3 separate regions of the Mus musculus genome follow, and all the other regions are linked to region 1. The links are chromatin contacts, called in public HiChIP or PLAC-seq and promoter capture Hi-C maps. All regions are on one chromosome and are shown on one strand. The core of a region is the stretch at or near the end of the contact, and the rest is flanking DNA. Distances in the headings are between cores, read along the strand shown. Region 1 holds the start of Ripk1 (receptor (TNFRSF)-interacting serine-threonine kinase 1). Region 2 has its middle 10 kb from the start of Serpinb1c. Region 3 has its middle 31 kb from the start of Serpinb1c.

Region 1 (3,313 bases), core at 246-2,745:
TCAAATTCCAGATCCTACTGGAGATATTAAGGAGACATTAACTAAGGTGTAATAGTACTGTGCCCAGTTTGTAAGTTGTTACCTTGGGCACATATCTTATTACAATCTTGAAAGCTTAACATTATGTGTAAGGCTCAAAGTAGCAAAGAATGAGAAAAATGGAAATTAAAGTTAAGAATTGTTACTACTGTTTTTGTCAGTCATACAAACAAAACATCCCAAATTTCATTTTCAATAAGACTAGTATATTTCTACATACAATACAGCTGTGATAGTTCACCTTTCTCACAAGCCTTAGTAGTATCTTTCCAGGGGCTACAGAATTACACAATTAAGTCATTGCATCCCAAAGTTCACTCTACCATCGAGTCTTCATGTGTTAAGAAAGAATACTTTCCTAAAGGTCTTTTGTGGAATTTCTTGATTAAAACAGCTTCAACTCTTTGCACAAAGTAAAAGAGCAAGAAAATCAAATGATCTGCAAGACACAAAGAATGAGTCACCCTGGGCTGCACCATCCATCCTCAGTGGGCTCTGTCCAACGCTTAGGTGAGGAGGATGTGGCTTATCTTTTTCACAACTCAGAAAAGGTCTGCAGCAACCCATAAATGCAAATGCTACTGAGGACCAGAGAAGCCTTGGATGTTTGACACTGGTCTCTCGTTGAGGTCGTAGATCACTCCTGATTTGCCAGCTCACCTCAAAAATAACGATGAAAGCTACCGACTGCTCTGCCACCTGCTGCCCCAAGACAACAGGAATAGACCCTTTTAAAGAGCTGGTAGGTCCAGGGTTGATAGGTTACATTTAGGTAGTCTTGTTGGGGTCCTAAAGCTTCAAGAAGCTGTCATTCCTACCAAAATAATCGTTCCATAGTCACTCTGTAACCATGGCTACGGCGCACCTTCAGTCTCGACTTGAGCTAAAACGACCTCAAGAAGAGTCCAACCTCCCGCTAGATGACAGCAAGTTCCGCGCTTTTCGATTTCCGGGAACGTTTGAAGTCCCGCCCGCCACCCGGCTTCCGGAAACAACGAGCCCCGCCCTCCGGTCCACGCGCAGAAATCGCGCGGCCTCCGCCCCTTCCGGGAAACCAGCTTCTGAGGAAACTAGCGGCGGCGCCCCTGGCCTCGACCCCCGCGCTGACTTACCTCAGAGGCCTTCCCGCGGCCAAGTACCCCGGCCTAGGTGAGGAAGGACGGGCGGTGGACGTCAGGAGCGGCGCCTCGCCGTGGCTGCCCGGCCGGGACGGCCCTGGGCCCTGACGAGGACCGGTCGGAGTTCGGTGCTGAAGTGGCGCCCAGCCACTCGCAGGTCCCCCACAGCCTGCCGCCTCCCGCCGCGTCCAGCTCGCACCTCCGCGGGTCCGCACCGCCGCTGGACTCCCGGGAGGTGAGCGGCACCGACACCCGCGCTCCCGAGGCCGTTCCGGGGGCCGCTGGTCCTCCTCTAAGGACTACTGGGGTGGTGCTAGGCTGCGGCCGCCCCTGTCTCCGCCTCTGCTCACGCCCCGGGGCTGTGTGCACGGGCGAGCGCCAGCCTCCCAGCTGGGCATTGAGCTCTACTGAGCATGCCAGGTTCGCAGCACGACCATCCCGGAGGCCCGCGGGCGGAAGGAATGGCACTTTTGCCTTGCTTTCTGAGCGAGTTCTGAGAGAGCCCTTAAAAAAAATAATACGGCGGTCATAGCTGCTATATGTCAGGGCGGAGACCGCTTGGCCCGCTAGATAGCGCTGTGTGCGACAGTGGCCTTTGCAAGCTTTGTGGGTTCAGAGGTGACACGGTGACAGAACCACTGGTAAATTATCGTTCGTCCACCACAGCAGCCTGTCGAGGAAGAAACGTGATTAATTTGTAGCCCTCGAAAATAGTAGTTGAAACCCCAAGCAGAAACTGTGTTGCTGCAGGTGTCATTAAGAAGAAAGTTGCACGATAGTCCAGTGATCCCTTATTGTCAAAAGATAAATATGACAAGACAGAGAGAGGGCCACAAAAGACACGATAAAGGAGTCTTATTAAACCATACACACGACCACTTTAAGAAAATTCACAGCCATTTTACCAGATACCTCACCATACAAATAAGCATTAAAAAGATGCTCAATGTCAAAGGACATTAGGGGAACTCAACTTTGATGTAGAGTACACATAAAATGCCCCCAAATCCCAAACATTCACCGATGTTAACAAAAACGTACACTAACTGAAAATCACATACATTCCTGCAAAGAATGCAAAACCTTTATGGTTACTGTATGATTTATCAGTTTCACATACAGGTATGTACCCAAATGAACATACATCTAGTGTATAAACACATGTACTTAAGTTGGGTTTTTTGTTTGTTTGTTTGTTTGGAGTTCTTTCCGGGTGGGATTGGGTGTGTGTGTGTGTGTGTGTGTGTGTGTATAAAACTCCACATATGGGAGGCCAGGAGCCCACCTCCAGTTAGCTCCTTCTTACAATGCATCTTTTTCTTTTCCATACAAGGTATTACTTTTACCTTTTGCTTGTGGAATGGACTAAGCTGTCTGGCCAAGGCAAGAGGCACCAGGGGTGTCTCCATGGCCAGTTTTGTTTGTTTGTTTCTGTATGAGTGCTGGGGATTGAACTCAGATCCATATGTTGCCATGGAAAGCACTTTGCTGAAGGAACCATGAGCTATCTTCTTCAGGTTCCTGTACATTGTTTTTCCTTAAGTTTTTTGTTTGTTTTATTTACGAGTGTGTATATAATAGAGTGCAGATTCTCCTAGAGGCCACAGAAAGGTATCAGGTCCCCTGAAGTTAGAGTTTACAGGTGAACTGTCTGGTGTGAGTCTGGGAACCAAACTTGGGGTCCTCTGCAAGAGCAGTATGTGCTTTTAACAGCTGACTCACACTTCCAGCTCCTGTATCTGAAAAATTTAAAGGTTTATTTGATATGTCTGAGTGCTTTGATTGCACGTTTGTGCACCACTTGCATGCCTGGCGTCCATGGAGGTCAGAAGAGGGCATGGGATCTCTTGGAATTGGAGTTATGGATAGTTGTGAGTCACCATATGAGTGCCAAGACCCAGGTCCTCTGCAAGAACAACTACTGAGCCATCTCTCCCATTACTGTATTTAACTTTTGCAGCAGCTTTTCATAATTGCCAAAACTTGAAAGCAAATAAGTTACATTTCAATAGCTCTAGTAAATCTACCACAATGGACTACTACCTAGCACTAAAATCAATTATAGAATTAAAAAAAAAAAGAATTTGGTGTGTTCTTGTGTTTTCTAAGAAAAAAAAAATCAATCTTAAAAAACTAAGTTACAGTGTATGACTTCA
Region 2 (3,313 bases), core at 548-3,047, 1.1 Mb after region 1:
CTTCACTAGGGATTATATTTCTGTTGGCATTGCTTATCTGATCTGATTTGACTAAGTGGTAAGTAAGTGGTATGTATCAAGAAAAAAATATCCATTTCTTTTAGATTTTCCAGTCTGGTGGAGTACAAATTTTCAAAATTTGTCCTTATGATTCCCTGGGCTTCCTTGCTGGCTGTTATATGCCTCTTTTCTTTTCTAATTTTGTTAATTTGACTCTCCTCTCTCCATGTTCAATTTGGTTAACAGATTGTCAACCTTACTGGTTTTCTTAAAGAGCCAACTCTTTGTCTCATTGATTCTTGGTTATTATTTTTATTGTCTCTATTTTACTAATTTCCCAACACAAATTTGATTATTTCTTGCCACCCACTTTTTGCGGTGTGATCTCTTCTTTTAGTTCAAGAGTGTTTAGGTATGCCATTAACCTATTATTATGAGATCACTCCAATATTTTTAATGTAGGCATTTAGTACTATGAATTTGCCTCTTGGAACTGTATTTATTGTGTTACCAAAGATTGGGTATGAGTGTTTTTATTTTCAATCAATTCTACAAAGTTCATAATTTCTTTCCTAATTTCTGTCTTGACCCATTTATCATTCAGTATTGAGAAGCTGTTCTGTTTCCATGAGTTTATAAACTTTCTGTTTTTCCTGTTCTTGTTGAGTTCCAGCTTTATTCCATGTGGTCAGACAGGATGCATCTGTTATTTCACTTTTCTTATATCTTTTGAGAAATTCTTTGTATTCAAGAAGCACATCGAACATCAAATAGACTGGACTAGAGTCTATTTCTCTCAGTGCTCTGTGGTCTGTAGTCGATTTTGAAAATGTTTCATGAGTTACTAAGATATATTCTTTGGTATTTGGGTAAAATGTTTTGTATATATCTTTTAAGTTCATTTTACTTAAAACAAGTTAGTTCTAGCATTTCTCTGTTTAGTTCTTGTCTGGATGGGCAATACTGAAGTCATTCCACTATCACTGTGTGAGAGTCAATATGTGATTTTATTTGTAGTAGTGTTTCTTTTATGAACTTGGTTACCCTTGTGTTTAGTGCATAAATGTTTAGAATTCCAATGTCCTTTTGGTGGATTTCTCCTTTAATGAGTGTGTAGTGTCCTCTATGTCTCTGGATTACTTTTGGTTTTAAGTTTTATTTTGCCAGATAGTAAAATGGCTATACATGCTTGCTCCTTGGGCCCCTTTGCTTGCAATATCTTTTTTTTTTCATCTTTATATATGTTACTTACCTTTTTCCTTGCAGATTTTCATATTCTTTCTTTGTTCTGTACATTTCATGTTTTGATTATTATGTGATGATAGGACTACCTTTTCTGGTCCAGTCTATTTGATGTTCTGTGGGTTTCTGGTACCTTGAGAGGTGCTTTCTTTGATTTAGGGACATTTTCTTCTATGATATTTTGGCAATATTTTCTGTGCCTTTGACCTAGGTTTCTTCTCATTCTTCCTTTCCTGTTATTCATAGATTTGATCTTTCAAAAGTATCCAAGATTTCCTAAATGTGTTGTGCTTGGAATTTTAGATTTAACATTCTTTTGACAGGGGCATCCATTTCTTCTACCTTTTCTTCAATGCCCAAAGTCTGTCTCATACTCTGTTGGTAAAGCAGGTCTATGATTGTTTTGTTGACTTCCTAAGTTTTTCACTTCCAGTTTTAGATTCGTTTGTATTTTGCTTAGTGATTTTACTTTCATTTTCATGTCTTGAACAGTTTTCGTTGTTTGACTGTTCATAGATTTTATGAATGGATTTATTCACATCCTCTTTTCAGTTCCGTGAACATACTCATGATGGCTACTTTGGGGTCCTTGCCTTGTGCTTCAGCTATACTGCATTTCTTAGAGTCTTCTGTAAGAGGGTTCCTGGGCTTTGGTGGAGACATATTGTCCTGAATATTATTGATTATGTTTTTATGCTGGTGTCTTTGTAAGAGGTGAATGTAATTTTAGGTGTTGATATCTGGTATTGTCTTGGTTGGGGGGAGGGGAGTGTTCTGTTCTTTAGTTTCTGTTGCCCTCCCTAGATTTTAGGAGATTGTGGTGTCTGTGGCTTGCCTCTTAGGGAGTGCATCCGAGTCCCATCCAGGTGAAGACATTGGCCAATTAAAGGAGATGGCCAAGAAATGGGGAGGATAAATCTACAGGGTGCATCTCAGACCGTGCAGTCATCCTGAATTCCTCACCCTCTTAACCACATAACAGTTGTATTTTGTATCTGTTGACCTGCCCAACAGAGGAGCAAAAGCTAATGAAATTCCAGCTTCTCTGATTCCTCATTTCCCTTCTGTATTCTATACTTGCACTTCCACTTGACCATTCCCCACAGGAAACCTCAGCCCTCCTCACTATGGGGCCTGACCTCACCTGCTCAGCTTGCTATCCCTGGAACATGCAAGGTTCAGGTACAAGATCAGCCTCTTGACATAATGAGCAGCAGCCCCTTCTGGAGACTCAATCTTCGAAGATTTGACTTATCACACCTTCCATACCAAGCAATTCAAAAGATGTCTTGCTTCCTCCGGGTTTATTTGGGAGATGAGTGGAGCTAAGTTACAAAGGCACCTGGGCACACACAAGTGCCTCCTGGGCAAGCAACAGCTTAGGAGGCCCTGGGGCCAACCATATTCTAGTGGGAGAGGTATGAATGACATGAGACTCAGGCATAAGGCCATTTCTGTCTTAGTTAATTTTAGGCTTCAGTAGGAGATTAAATCGGAACGGATTACTCCTAACAAACAGAAACCTGATCTGTACTCCCAAATTTCCACAGCTAGTTGGGGGTACACTCTCACCAACCCAATGCTTCACTGTGCTTACCTTTCCCTGGTGCTCAGCTGAATGGCCGAGAGCTGGAAAACACCAATCTTAGTTTAGAATCAACAGATAACACAATCATTGGGCACAGAATTTACCATCCTAAATTCACCAATTATTCTGTTAGAAATCTTCTAGTGGCAGATACTGGTAGATTCTGCCACCCGAACTAACTGGCCCGACCCATATCTAGGTTGCCTTTCTCTCATCGTCCAAAAGGAATTCCCTTCCTCCTGCCTTCCCTCTTCTGCTCTCAGACCCGGAAGGCCCACCTCCTTCTCGCCCAGTGATTGGCTTCTTGTCTTTATTAAACAGTGACAGGCATACCAGTTGACCCAGCGGTTGGATAGTAACTTTGACATCACCAAAAGTCTCATTGTAAATCTGTCTCTTTAGCTCCCCATTGCTCTGAGCAAATGTACCTGTCTACCCTGCTGATGAGGGTCTGTAAGTGCGGAGCCATGGATTACACATCTT
Region 3 (3,313 bases), core at 443-2,942, 1.1 Mb after region 1:
CAGATTCATTGAATCTAATAGAAAAAGTGGGAAATTTCCAGAACAGAACACTAATTGCTCAAGGTCTAAGATCAACACTTGATAAATGGGACCTCATGAAACTGAAAAGCTTCTGTAAGACAGAAGACACAGTCAATAGGACAAATTGGCAACCTACAGATTGGAGAAAAATATCTTCACTAATCCTATATCTGATAGAGGGTTAACATCCAAAATATATAAAGAATTCAATAAGTTAACCTCCCCAAACCCAAATAGCCCAATTAAAAATGGGGTACAGAGCTAAACAGAGAATTCACAACAGAAGAAATTCTAATGGCTGAGAAACACTTAAGGAAATAGTCAAAGTCTTTAGTCATCAGGGAAATGCAAATCAAAACAACCTTGAGATTCCACCTTATACCAATCAGAATGGCTAAGATCAAAAAATGACAGCAGATGCTGGCAAGGAAATGAAGAAAGAGGAACACGCCTCCATTGCTGGTAGGATTGGAAATTGGTACAACCACTCTGGAAATCGATTTGGTGGTTTCTCAGAAAACTGGACATAGTACTACCAGAAGATCCAACAATACCTCTCTTGGGCATATGCCCAGAAGATGTTCCAACTTGTAATAAGGACACATGCTCCACTATGTTCATAGCAGCCTTATTTATAATAGCCAGAAGTTGAGAACCCAGATGTCCCTCAATAGAAGAATGGATACAGAAAATGTAATTCATTTACACAATGGAGTACTACTCAGCAATTAAAAACAATGACATAATGAATTTGGCAGGCAAATCAGTGGAACTAGAAAATACCATCCTGAGTGAATTAATCCAGAACCAAAAGGACATATATGAAGTGAATATTAGCCAAAAACTACAAAATACCCAGGATGCAACCCACAGTAGTGTAACAAGAAAAGGAGCCAAGAGAGAATGCTTCAATCCCACATAGAAAGAGTAAGTAAATAATCACAGGAGGCAGAGGAAGGGAAGGGCCTGGGAGGAAGAAGAGAGGGGAAAGGGGAAAAGGGGAACAGTATCAGGAACTGGGGTGGGGGGGAACAGGAGAGAAACACAGAGGGCCAGGAGAATAAATGGAAATATGCAGCCTCAGGGGTGAAAGGTGGGGAGACTCTCTAGAAAGTACCAGAGACCTAGAACTTGGGAGACTCTCAGGACTCAATTGGAGGTGACCTTAGCCAAAATGCACACCAATGGGGAGACTAAACTCCAAGAGACCACCTCCAGTAGACAGACAGGACCTCAAGAGGGAGGAAGGGGTTACTAACCCACAGTCAAAATTTCTGACCCAGAACTGTTCCTGTCTAAAAGAACTTCAGAGACAAAACTGAAGAAGAGACTGAAGACAGGAACCTAGCATAGCTATCTTCTGAAAGGCCCTATGAGCAACTGACTGAGACAGACACAGATACTAACACCCAACCATTGGACTGAAGTCAGGGACTACTATAGTTGAATTAGGGGAAGGACTGAAGAAGTTAAAGAAAAGGGCCACCCCACAGGAAGACAAGCAGTGTCAACTAACCCAGACCTCAGGGAGTTCCCAGAGACTGAGCCACCAACCAGGCAACATACATGGGCTGGTCAGAGGCTCCAGCACATATAGAGCAGAGGGCAGCCTGGTCTGACCTCAGTGGGAGGAGATGTGCCTAATCCTCAAGAGGATTGAGGCCCCAGGGAAGGAAGAGGCAGGCCTGTTGAGAGCCTCTCAAAGGCAAGAGGGAGGAGGAGTAGGGTGAGGAACTGTGGGAGAGGGAATCCAGAAGAAGGGCAAAGGCTGCAATGTATATAAAAATACTTCTTAAGAAATCCTTTCAGCCTTAGTAGTCTGTCACCTTTCTGTTTTTAAATGAAAGAAGTTACTAAAGACAGCTGTCTGCTGTACCAGGAAACCACAAGATCTGTACGCAGCTGCTCGTGAAGAACAGGCTGTGTAATCCCATAAGCCAGTGTGTTTTTGCTTTGGTTTAATTTCTGTTTTAAGAAAACAGAGGTTGGAATCAAATATTCATGATTCATAATATTTATGGAAATTTAAGGATTTCTAAAAATATTACTAATAATGATCAAAGCTTTCATTATTGTTATGGTGTAACTATCCTAAATAAGCGACTGGGTTCAGGATCTCTGGTCGAGAGAAGACAAAAGAATGAGAAAGGATAAGGAAAAAGAATGAGAAGGGAGAAAGCAGAAGAAGGAAGGATGATGAGAATCCTGGGAACAGAGAGGGTATTTGAACTGACAGCTTGGATTCACTACTGATTCCTAGTTACTATTGAATTAGCACTATTTCTATTCCTGCCTTTTCGGGACCTTGCTCACACTGAGGCTGGACCTCAGCAAAGAACATTAAAAGTTTAGGGAGTGTATTTGAACATTTATGAATTTTGGCTAGGCCTCATTTAGAGAGCCGATTGGAAATGTAGAAAGTATGAGCAGAGTTCAGAAGAGGAAAATAGTTTCCCTTGGTTAGAGTGGAAAGTTCTTGTTACAGGTTAGTTAGTAGCTAATAAAATTTCAGACTGTTGCTTTTGAAGAAGTCTAAGTTCTTGGTCTGGGTCCTTACTACCTCTACCTGAATGGCCTAAGTCCAGAAACCCAAACTAGGGGCTGCAAGGAATTGAAGACAGGACATACACATAAACAGACATTCAGAAAAGCTGGTGTCCAGTCAGACATGGAGCTATATCTATGGCTGTGGCAACCCAGAATCACAGTATGTTTATTATGTACAGCACATGGAGAGGATGGCTAGTGTAGATAGGAGGTCGCTATAGGCAAGCAGTCTCTGACCGATATCACCCAGGATGAGGAAGCAGCCGCTGCTAGTTTTTGAGACAGTGGTGTCTGGTGTTATGTTTGTACTCAGGCCCTAAGGAATGCTCTGCCATCCCTCTGAGTCTCACCCAGTTAATGCTTTGTCACTAGCATGGGACAAAGGCATTGGAGTCCTCCACACATGACCACACCCATGCCAGTCATACCCATTCATTCAGAAACTTACTCACGCAAGACTTCCTCCAATCCCCACACCTAACAGAGCAGAGGAAAAATCTAGATGGAGTCCGTCACAGTAACTGAAGATAGCAAGCCAAATCTAAGTTATCATCTAACTTTCAGACAAATCAGAGAGAATGATAAAAGTCAAACTTTCTAAATCCACACGGTTCCCTCTGCTTTGATTCTTGCAAAAGTCAGCGTTCTCTCTTGAGAAGAATCCCTGAAAGAACAATAGCTACAGCAATAACAGCAGCAACCACAGCAGAAGCACCAACAATAATAACGACGACAACAAAAACAA

The links. Promoter capture Hi-C pulls out the DNA fragments that hold promoters and counts their contacts. HiChIP or PLAC-seq counts read pairs in DNA pulled down with a chosen protein or histone mark.
Region 2: a contact with region 1 is called in an H3K27ac HiChIP or PLAC-seq map of large pre-B cells, with 21 times the contacts expected there. The contact joins the enhancer-like site here to the promoter of Ripk1 in region 1. A contact is called at or near these places in 3 of 39 promoter capture datasets (cranial neural crest, embryonic stem cells and hippocampal neurons), 2 of 15 datasets of contacts at CTCF or cohesin (embryonic stem cells and large pre-B cells), 15 of 484 Hi-C or Micro-C datasets (the Ba/F3 cell line, the G1E-ER4 cell line, the N1E-115 cell line and 10 more) and 5 of 115 datasets of contacts at active chromatin or transcription factors (astrocytes, embryonic stem cells, large pre-B cells and 2 more).
Region 3: a contact with region 1 is called in a promoter capture Hi-C map of pre-B cells, with 2.9 times the contacts expected there. The contact joins the enhancer-like site here to the promoter of Ripk1 in region 1. A contact is called at or near these places in 3 of 39 promoter capture datasets (the 3T3-L1 cell line and pre-B cells), 1 of 484 Hi-C or Micro-C datasets (embryonic limb bud) and 2 of 115 datasets of contacts at active chromatin or transcription factors (extraembryonic endoderm stem cells and pancreatic cancer cells).

What each region holds. Positions count from the first base shown.
Region 1 is chr13:34,000,545-34,003,857 of GRCm38.p6, reverse strand. It overlaps Ripk1 (receptor (TNFRSF)-interacting serine-threonine kinase 1), which reads right to left and starts at 1,495. Exons shown (of 11, transcript NM_001359997.1): 1 at 1,152-1,495. It also overlaps a transcript of Serpinb6a not described here.
Region 2 is chr13:32,906,850-32,910,162 of GRCm38.p6, reverse strand. It overlaps a transcript of Serpinb1c not described here. Among named protein-coding and RNA genes, the nearest start is that of Serpinb1c, 10 kb to the right of the region's middle. Within about 2 kb of position 1,797, at least 26 of the 459 cell types and tissues checked have an H3K27ac peak or open chromatin away from gene starts, as enhancers often do.
Region 3 is chr13:32,927,855-32,931,167 of GRCm38.p6, reverse strand. It overlaps a transcript of Serpinb1c not described here. Among named protein-coding and RNA genes, the nearest start is that of Serpinb1c, 31 kb to the right of the region's middle. Within about 2 kb of position 1,692, at least 93 of the 459 cell types and tissues checked have an H3K27ac peak or open chromatin away from gene starts, as enhancers often do. A contact at or near this core is called in pancreatic cancer cells and pre-B cells, where this site is marked.